Regions from separate parts of the Mus musculus genome. Here region 2 is linked to region 1. The links are chromatin contacts, called in public HiChIP or PLAC-seq maps. All regions are on one chromosome and are shown on one strand. The core of a region is the stretch at or near the end of the contact, and the rest is flanking DNA. Distances in the headings are between cores, read along the strand shown. Region 1 holds the start of Nisch (nischarin). Region 2 overlaps Sh3bp5 (SH3-domain binding protein 5 (BTK-associated)).

Region 1 (4,978 bases), core at 414-2,913:
ACCCTTTTGAGTCCCCCATCACTTCCCTAGTGTACCCCTGTCCTCCATCCTTAGCTAAGGGAACCCCAATGGACCTACCCACCCTAACCCCTTAAAGATTCATCTCTCACCGCAGCTTTGTAGATGTCATCCATTCTGGCGACAGCTCACAGGACAGGCTACTGGGGTTGCCAGCCAGCCAGCCCTCTGCTTGGGCTTATATAGCCCTGCCTCCCTCCACCTCCTGCTACATTCCCAGCCCAGCCCACCACTGCCTGGAATATCCTCCACCCCCTCCCTGGTCCCTGTAATCTCAGGCTGGCCAAAGTCCCTGTATCATCTGCCTAGGGCCAGGAGCTATGAAGGACTGCAAGGACCAGGTCTCTTGCCATCTGTTCCCCAGACCCCACCCCACCCCCAGGGAAGTCTCAAGAAAAAAAAAAGAATGTATTGCTTTTATTTATGAGTGCATGTGGAAGTCAAAGGACAACTTGCAGGAGTCATCTATCTCTCTCTGCTACCTAGGTTCCCAGGAACCCAGGACTGAACTCAAGTTTTCAGGTTTGGGAGCAAGCACCTAAATGCAATACACACACACACACACACACACACACACACACACATCCTCAACAACCTCAGGAAAAAGTTTCCTGAATGAATGAAAATATGAGCACACAGGAAATGTGAAGTAAACAGTTCGGTCTTCTATGGAATCACAGTGACTTGCCTGAGGTCAAGCTGACCGGAGAATCCCTACCTTATATTACACCCCCTGAGAGATGGTAGCATGCCAACAGAGGCTGGCAGTGTAAGTCCTGCCAAGAAACACTTCCTATGCAAGGTTCAGAGTATAATATGACACTGGTAATGGAAGAAGTCACTGGCCCACAAAGAATAGGCTGGCCTGAAGCCCTTCAGCGGGATCTACCACGCCGCAACCTTCCATCTTTCAAGGACAACAATCAGTGTTCACTTCGGGTTTGAGTCAGCTGCATTCTGTGAGTCAACAAGTGTCCCTAAAGAACCCTATGTCTATCAGGATTCTCTCTTTTCCTCCTCCGGTTGGGTCATCTCTTCTCCAGCTAAGTCTTCCCTATGGTTGTTCCCTATGGATGTTTCTTCAGCCACGCTCTTGTGTCCAAGGCCTAGTCTGTCTCCTCCTCACCTTGAGCTCTTGCAGGATGTCATCTGGGAAACCAGATGGACAGCGCATATCTCTTCCATCCACCTGCACGTCTGCTGCATATAAGCTCTCCCTGAACACACCAGTGTGCCGCCTAGCACACTGCCAGGGGAAAGCCCGTGGGGTACTGAGCACTGCAGAATCACCACAATCAATTCTCCACCAGTACTTTTAACAACAAACCCCCCAAGTGTCGGAGAGTCCCTCTGGTCCTTGTTCCATCTCTAAGTCTAGTCTTATTCATTTTGCTCTTGCTACACAGGGAATGAACCCAACAGCCAGGCGAGACCCTATTAATGTCCCCTCTGGAAACTGAGGCCAAGCGAAGCAGAGTGACTTCGGAGAGTTCCGAAGGCCCATGGCCTCTGCCCTTCCCTGCTGTGAGCCCAGCGGACAATGACCACAACTGCCCGAGGGGACAGAACGCCGCACAGGTATACAGAAAGCAAATTGGGCAAGCCCGCAGGAGCTGCGCATGCGTGCCACTGGTTGTGCTGTCAATTACGGGCAAGGGGCGGGGCGAGGACGCAAGCAGGCCGAGGGGCCAAGATGGCGTCGCGGGCGCGGGCGGGGGGCAGCGGGGGCTGGGGGGCGGTGGGACGCTGACCCCGCCCCCTGCTGCTGCCACTCTGCGCCGGGCGTCGGCAGCGGTGGAGCCGGCAACATGGCGGCTGCGACACTCAGCTTCGGCCCTGAGCGGGAGGCCGAGCCTGCCAAGGAGGCGCGCGTCGTGGGTTCTGAGCTCGTGGACACGTACACGGTGTGCTGGGGGGCCGCGAGCGTCCAGAGCGGGCTTAGCGCCTGGAACCCGGAGTTCTCGACCCAGGGGCTTTGAGAAGTGGGGGGTGGGGGGGGCCTGGGTAGCACATTCGATGAGTGCGTGGAAGGTTCTGCGAGGTAGCGACGAGGGAGCCCGAAAAAAATGGGGGATTCGGAGGAAGGGCCGGGTCGCATAGGTTCTGGAGGAGGATCTAGGCGGGGCGCGGGAAGGGGGGCTGGGGAAAGGGTGCGCGACCAGAAAAGGAGACTTGTGTTGGAGCAATCAGAGGGTGGGGGAGGAGGGGATGGTGAGATGGAGGCCCTCTGGATCCTCCAGGCAAGGAAGAATGCCAGCCTAAGAGACCTTCATGGGAAGTCTGGGAGGAAGGGGACGCGGAAGGGGTGGTCTCTGGTCGATGGGACCAAGGGCCAGGGCTAGAGATCATCAGGTGGTGAAGGAGAGACAGCAGATCCCGATCTCCACCCCCACCAACCAAACACTAGTCGCAGTCCAGATCAGCCCTGCGAAGTGTGTGTGTGTGCGTGCGTGCGTGCGTGTGTGTGTGTGTGGGGGGGGGTGGTGGATGGAAAAATGAGCCCTCGGGGTCTGGGGAGAAAGGAATGGATCCCAGCCGTGCAGAACACAGAAGTTACCTCGAGGCCGAAGTACAGGGCCTGCAAACCTTAGGGGACGTCACGGCTTAGGGGAGAGGGACACGAGCTTCTAATGTATCCTTGTAGGCTACAAGGGAAAGCCAACAAAAAAGGAGGGTAGTTTCTGTGATGGCGTTAGACGCCCTTTGGGCCTGCATAGGGTTGGATGCTAGGCCCGAGAGCCTCGTGGGCAGCCTGCCAGGTGAAAACTTGCACTGTGGTGGGGGCCCACTGAGCACCTCCCGTCTCCTTGTCCTTTGTTCCCTGGAGGGTGGACAGAGGTAAGGGCCTCGGGCCTGCCTTTGCCCCACCCCACTGGCTCCCACCCTAATACCGGATCCTGAGGGCGATTCCTCTATCTAGTTCTTTCTCCCCGCTGCAAGGAAGAGAAGCCGCTAGCGGCTCCTTTTAGAGCAACAGGCTGGCTCTGGAGAAATGGCTGCTCCTGGGGTCAGGAATCAGCCTCGTTCACTGTTCCCACTAACCTCTCCGTGCTCCAGGCCGAGGAAGGGAAGCTAGGACCGTGGGGCTTGATCTAGTTAAGGAATGAGGTCACTCACCTAGGACTAGCTGCAGTCAGTAGAGGCTCTTTGTCCTTCCCCTTAGTGTCAGGAGCAAGGTGATGATCCAAACTGACCATCCTCATTTGTCACTGGGTGTGATGCACGGAATGTGACTAACATATCTATCTTCTGTTCCGTGTTAGGCCTTTACACTTAATTGCTTTACTTGGCCCACCAGGTTTTAAAATGGAGGAATTGAGGCCCAGAGAGAGCTTAGGTTCCCAGTCACTTACATAAGTGGCACATAAGCCACACCCAGGAAATGGGATAGCCAGATTTTGAACCCAGGTTTTGGTGGACGATTAACCACCAGAGCTATATCGCCTTCTGTTGAGGCTGATTGAGCCACCGCTGCCCCTGGAAGCCTGGTGATGCCTTGCCTCCTGGTTCAGCTGCCAAAGTCAAAACCACAGCTAGTGGAAGAGGTTGACTGAAGGCCTTGCTTCTAGGATGGAGTTAGGGCTCCTGGAAAGATGTATAGCAGAGACACTGGTGCTGCCTCACTGGGCTCTGCTCTGCCTCCCTTGGAAGGGGCAGCCTTGCCTATAGCACAAGTTGGGTTTTGAGTTATACAGAGACAGGAGGTAAAAAAAAAAAATCTAAGGAGGTGTGTGGAGCTAGTCACCCATACCATTCCTTCCTGATAATGGGAGCCAGAGCTCTTCTCCAGACCTTACAGGGCTGTCAAGGAGGCTGAGGAAAGCTGGGTGCACAGTGGGTGTGCAAGGATGCCTGACTCTGGCTTTTTGGGGAGTGGGGACTGAGTACCTTGCAGCTATTGTGAGTTGGGGTTCTCTTGTCACAAAAAATCATTTTTCCCTTTAGGTTTATGTCATCCAGGTTACCGATGGCAACCATGAGTGGACGATCAAACACCGTTACAGTGATTTTCATGACCTACATGAAAAGGTAATCTGAAGACCTTGGCACCTGTATCTCAAGGGGTGGGGCTTGTGGGCCAAGTCTCCATTGTGCCACATGTTAATTTTAGGGCAAAACTGCCTCCACATCTATTGCTTGTAAGTTTTAAAAACATTTATTCATGGCCAGGGTTATACCACACATACCTTTAATTCTAGCAGCACTTGGGAGGCAAAGGCATGTGAGTTTAAGGCCTGCCTCATCTACAGAGCGAGTTCCAGGGCTACACAGAACCTGTCTTATAAAACAAAACAAAAAAACAAGTGTGTGTGTGTGTCTGTGTGTGTCTGTGTGTGTTCTAGTGAGAGGAAGATGCACACGTGCCACAGCTCATGTGTAGAGGTCAGTTTGTGAGAGCAGGGTTCTCTTTCCACCATAGAGGCCCCAGGGATTGAACTTAGGTCATTAGACTTGGCAGCTCCTTTACCCGGTGAGCCCTCTCATGAGCTCTGTGACTTGCTGTAGTAAACCAGTTCCTTGATGCAGCACAAAGAACTGGTTGGTGCTAGGAATGCAACCTAGTGTGAGACAGTCTAAGGATAGAATATGTAAATTTTAATTTTAAATTTTAAAATTGCCATGCACCTCCAATATAAGACAGTCTCCTGAAGAGGGTACAGGTTTGAACTTGTCCCACAAAATATATTTTTATTCTCTAATAACAGATTGAAATTGTATTTTCCCTTTGCTTTTAGAAAGAGCTGCTTTCTGTGGGGCATTTGTAGTGAGCATGTCTTAAAGATACAAACTCCTTTTATTTCCAAACTTTAGGGACCGTAAGCACTACTTTTCTGAATATCCCCAAAGACTAAAGATGGCAATTTCTCACTTGGAATTGTATTAGTATTTCCAGTACTACTTGGATCCGAGGCCGGATTCCAGATGCATTAGTTGGAGCACTAATCCCGGCCCTGCTCCC
Region 2 (4,394 bases), core at 421-2,920, 170 kb before region 1:
GTACTTTGTAGCGTGTCTGTTGAGATCAGAAGTTATCAGACATCCCACCCCGGCCTGCCCCTCCTTCCAGCAGCTCTTGCTGCTTCCGTCTTCCTTCTGCCTAGTATAGGCTACATTACAAAGGGCTAGTCTGAATTTACCTTCCCCTTTCCTTCGGCGCTGGGGATGGAACTCAGGCCTTTGTATATGCTGGACAAGCCGCTTCCTTTCAAACTGTTCTGGAGGCTGGTCAGACAGGTTCAGGTGCGATGCAGGTCCTGCAGACTCCATGTTGTGTGAGCATGTCCAGCAGAGAGCATGTCTGCAGGCATTTAAGGGACTGGGCTACTACCTGGCAGATCCCATGTGATTGATGTCCTCTCTCATCACAGTGGCATCAGAAGCCTTTGAAGATGACAACTGCAGCAACTTGGTGTCTGAAGATGACTCGGAAACCCAGTCTGTGTCCAGCTTTAGTTCGGGACCGACGAGTCCGTCTGAAATGCCTGATCAGTTCCCTGCAGTGGCAAGGCCTGGCAGTCTGGATCTGCCTAGCCCTGTGTCCCTGTCAGAATTTGGGATGATGTTCCCAATACTGGGTCCTCGAAGTGAATGCAGTGGGGCCTCCTCCCCTGAATGTGAGGTTGAACGAGGTAGGTTGCAGCTCAACTTGTGCACTGTCCATACCTTTGCCAGGTCTCAGGGGCCCTGAGAACATACAGTGGGATGGATCACTCAGATTACTTTCAAGGGCACTTCTACAGTCCTGGCCAACTTCAACCAAGCAGAACTTAGGTCCCATGTCTCCCCTAAGAACAATCCTCTCGGCAAGTTCCTGTTGGAGAGGTTCGCTTCCTAGCTACAAAATGACAATGGTACATCTCATCTCTAAAGAACAGATTAGTGAGTGCATGTAGTGTGCCACCCAGTGCTGGAGAACCTCTGAGATGTATGGTGGACAGCAGGAATGGCAGAGGGCTCAGGTGGCCGATGCTGGTGCCTATGGAACTCTTGAAACTGACCACCCCCATTTGGCAATCTTTGTATCTCTGCAGGAGACAGAGCAGAAGGGGCCGAGAATAAAATGAGTGACAAAGCCAACAACAACCGTGTTCTCGGCAGCACCAACGGTGGCAGTGGCAGGAGCAGGAGCCAAAGCAGCACGTCCCTTGAGAGCCAGGCCTTGGAAACCCGGATGAAGCAGCTCTCCCTACAGTGCTCAAAAGGAAGAGATGGAATTATTGCTGACATAAAAATGGTGCAGATTGGCTGATCCACCCAAGGGCTATGGCCTATGTGCAGATCATATTTATACATGAAATTCAAGAACATTGTGCCAATAATCATTTAACATAAGCCAAATAGTATGCATTTACTCTAAACTGCACTAACCAAGTTTCAGTGACCTTGAGGGCTAAACATTTTCCCTCTGGTAAGAGCTCTTGGGCTGGTGTGCTTTTCAGAGCAGAGCCATTGCAGGTAAACCGTGACCAGGGAGGGTCACGGTCTTTGCAGAGCATTCCCTGTAGCGGCAGCGTGGAAGCAATAACTAGTTTCTGAGAAAGAACCTGCAGGGCCAGGAGGAGAGCTGGACACTTAGCCAGACTGGGGTCACCAGCCTTCATCTCTATCCCCACTTCCTCTTCTTCTTGGGGAAACAGATGTTCTCTCCATTACATCACAGGGCACCAAGATAATTTTAAAAATCACACACACACACACACACAAACTCAAGTGTTCAGAACACACTGCTGTAACTACAGTGCAGGAACACAGTTCCTCATCACCACCACTGGTGCTCGCTCAGAGGGGCTTTCAGAAGCGTGTCTTCTGGGAAACCTGTTGAACCATTTCCTAGGAAAGCTACCAGGAACTGCACTTTTTAGGGGTGGGGACGGTGAATGCCAATGTGGGGACGTAGATATCATAGAGGGGATGTGTGGCTGGGGGCAGTTTGTAGCCTGAGCTTAGCCTGCTAGCCAAGGGGCTTTATTCTAAGAGAAGTGCATGTGAGGAATGGTTGGCATTGCTCTTATCTAGATTGACAAGGAGTTCATTTCTCTGTAGACTGTAACTCCTACAATACCTGAGATTATTTAAGGTTTATGCTGCACCTAGTATTCCTTAGAGGAAGCTGTCCTTAAAGCTAGGAGGGAATGGGCATGGTTGGTAAATAGAAGCAATGGATCTGTTATGCTAATAGTAGTGTATAGACTTAGTGTTTATGGTTATGCATATTTAGAGCACTGTATTTTATTTGTCCTGTTTTATTAATCTACCATTTCTGAAAGAAAAAAAAAAAGAAAACAACTCCCCATTTACAACTATTAATTTTAGCCATGTGTGTATAGCTCTTCATACACTAGTGGTTTCTTTTTTATTGATGGACACAGTATCCTTATTACAAGGTTATTTTGTACTTGTTTTATTACCTTGGGTGTAATAAAAGCCGAGAAGACTTTGTGACTTCCGATGAGAAAGTCCACTGTTGTCTGTCTTCTCCTCTTGCCTTGGTTGTTGGGGCATCTGCTCTCCTTTTCAGGTAAGGTGATGATGGAGCCTGGAAATTTTAGCTCACACACCAAGGTCTGGATTAGAATTCCCACTTTTGCTGTTACAAAGGTGAGCACTGAGAAGAGACAGGCGGGCAGTTCCAGGTGACAGTCCCGAGAAGAGAAGCTTTTAGTTTCACTGGTCAGCATAGTCTTAGGGGCAGGGGGACATACTGTTAAATGGTCTCATCTACTCAGTCTGATTTAATTTGTGGCACTAAGGTACTTTTTCTAATGGAAATCTGAGAGTAGCTGTCTTCAGACAAACCAGAAGAGAGCATCAGATTCCATTACAGATGGCTGTGAGCCACCATGTGGTTGCTGGGAATTGAACTCAGGACCTTTGGAAGAGCAGTCAGTGCTCTTAACCATTGACCATCTCTCCAGCCCCCAGTAGTGGACTTTATAATGTATATGCCACACACTGAAATGTGCTGTGGGATTAAGTGCCAAGTGATCATAAGTGCTTTGCCTGTTAAATTCCATCTCAGAGTTGGTGGGAGTCCCTTTCAATTGCTCTGTTCTGGCAGTGAGGCGCTGCTCATTCCCCCTTCCTGTCAACATTTCTGAGGTAAAGTTGTGTAGTTTGTCTATTTCTGGCAGAGACTAGAAGACAGAATATTCTCGTGTTGGGAAGTTTAGTGCTATATCCCTTCTGTGGGCACAGGCGTTTCACAGTATGCCTTCCTGCTTTGGTTCCCCTCACCCTGTCTCCCACAGCAGGAAGTCAGAAACCTTCGACCCTGCTTCATGGTCACTTCCTCGCCTGTCTCCCTTCACGCTTCTAGGTTAGAGCAGTGCCACTCTTGTCATCTCAGCCTCCTCTGCCATGTTGGGGACTCACTCTCACACCTGTCCTTCTCCATGTCTCTCAAGTTACCATTTCTGAAATTTAGCCAATTTCAGTTTTTGACCCTCCAGCTCTCATGTATTTTTTGAGGTGACCACAATAACTGAACCATGTACTACTAATTCTAGAATATTGATAATTTCCTTTACCTTGTGTGTGGGGTGAGGGTGGGGGATAAGGGGAGTTTCTTCTTTAAGTCTGAGCATCTATGCGTATATTGAAATTAGATACCTGAACCACCTTCCTCTCTCTAGCTATTTCTCATTTTAAAATCTGTTCCACAATGGTGCTTCTGATTCAATAGAGTCACATTCCTACTACCAATTCCAGCCTGCTGTCCCCACATAGAAAGCAGCTGGACCACTAAATCAGGGCAGCCCCGGGTAAAAGCTTTTGAACCTAAAGCAAGATCGTTCAGGCTTGTTTCCCCTGTCGTAAAAAGCAATAATAAAGCCAATGAGAAGATTAAAAAGAATATGCAAGGTAAATAAGTTCATAGTAAAAAATAACTCCTAGCTATTTCTCTATTCTGTATTTATGGCATTCTTGAAAGTATGTGTTGAGCCTTACCTATATCCAAGAGTCACCACTTTATATATAGGTCTTCTCTGCTGGGTTTTGTTTGTTTGTGGTGTGTATGTGTGCTGGGGATTGAACCCAGGGCTAAGCCAAGTGCTGTGCCATTGAGTGGCCTCACAGCTTTCTATTATGTTTTTGATGACAGAAATTAACTCATATTTAGTAAGCTCATGTGGCTAATTTTAGCCAAGTGAAATCTTATTGGTTTTATTCTTGCAGCAAGTATTTCTATGCATGTCTGTCTTCTTTTACAGGGACGTAAAATCAAATTCTGGACATTAAACTACATAGTTTCCATAAGTATAAATATTTTATTTCAATCAAAGGCAGTAGAAATAGATTTGATAATTATAAAGTAGAGACAATGACAGATCCCATCCTATTTTCCAGAACTTGAAAATCTTGAGCATCATTCTGCAGTGATGATTTTATGT

The links. HiChIP or PLAC-seq counts read pairs in DNA pulled down with a chosen protein or histone mark.
Region 2: an H3K4me3 HiChIP or PLAC-seq map of bone marrow-derived macrophages shows a contact between it and region 1, with 2.1 times the contacts expected there. The contact joins the enhancer-like site here to the promoter of Nisch in region 1. A contact is called at or near these places in 10 of 39 promoter capture datasets (3T3-L1-derived adipocytes, the C10 cell line, the HPC-7 cell line and 6 more), 1 of 15 datasets of contacts at CTCF or cohesin (large pre-B cells), 4 of 484 Hi-C or Micro-C datasets (the N1E-115 cell line, brown adipocytes, nephron progenitors and 1 more), 7 of 115 datasets of contacts at active chromatin or transcription factors (the 230-238 cell line, astrocytes, bone marrow-derived macrophages and 3 more) and 4 of 9 other capture datasets (adipose tissue, embryonic stem cells, liver and 1 more).

What each region holds. Positions count from the first base shown.
Region 1 is chr14:31,203,511-31,208,488 of GRCm38.p6, reverse strand. Nisch (nischarin) reads left to right here and starts at 1,663. Exons shown (of 21, transcript NM_022656.2): 1 at 1,663-1,922; 2 at 3,964-4,047. The coding sequence starts at 1,827. It overlaps Tnnc1 (troponin C, cardiac/slow skeletal), which reads right to left and starts at 177. Exons shown (of 6, transcript NM_009393.3): 1 at 111-177. The coding sequence starts at 134.
Region 2 is chr14:31,371,842-31,376,235 of GRCm38.p6, reverse strand. It overlaps Sh3bp5 (SH3-domain binding protein 5 (BTK-associated)), which reads left to right. Exons shown (of 9, transcript NM_011894.3): 8 at 372-632; 9 at 1,035-3,622. The coding sequence ends at 1,252. Capn7 (calpain 7) reads right to left here. Exons shown (of 21, transcript NM_009796.3): 21 at 4,252-4,394. Among named protein-coding and RNA genes, the nearest start is that of Capn7, 37 kb to the right of the region's middle. Within about 2 kb of position 1,670, at least 2 of the 459 cell types and tissues checked have an H3K27ac peak or open chromatin away from gene starts, as enhancers often do. A contact at or near this core is called in bone marrow-derived macrophages, where this site is marked.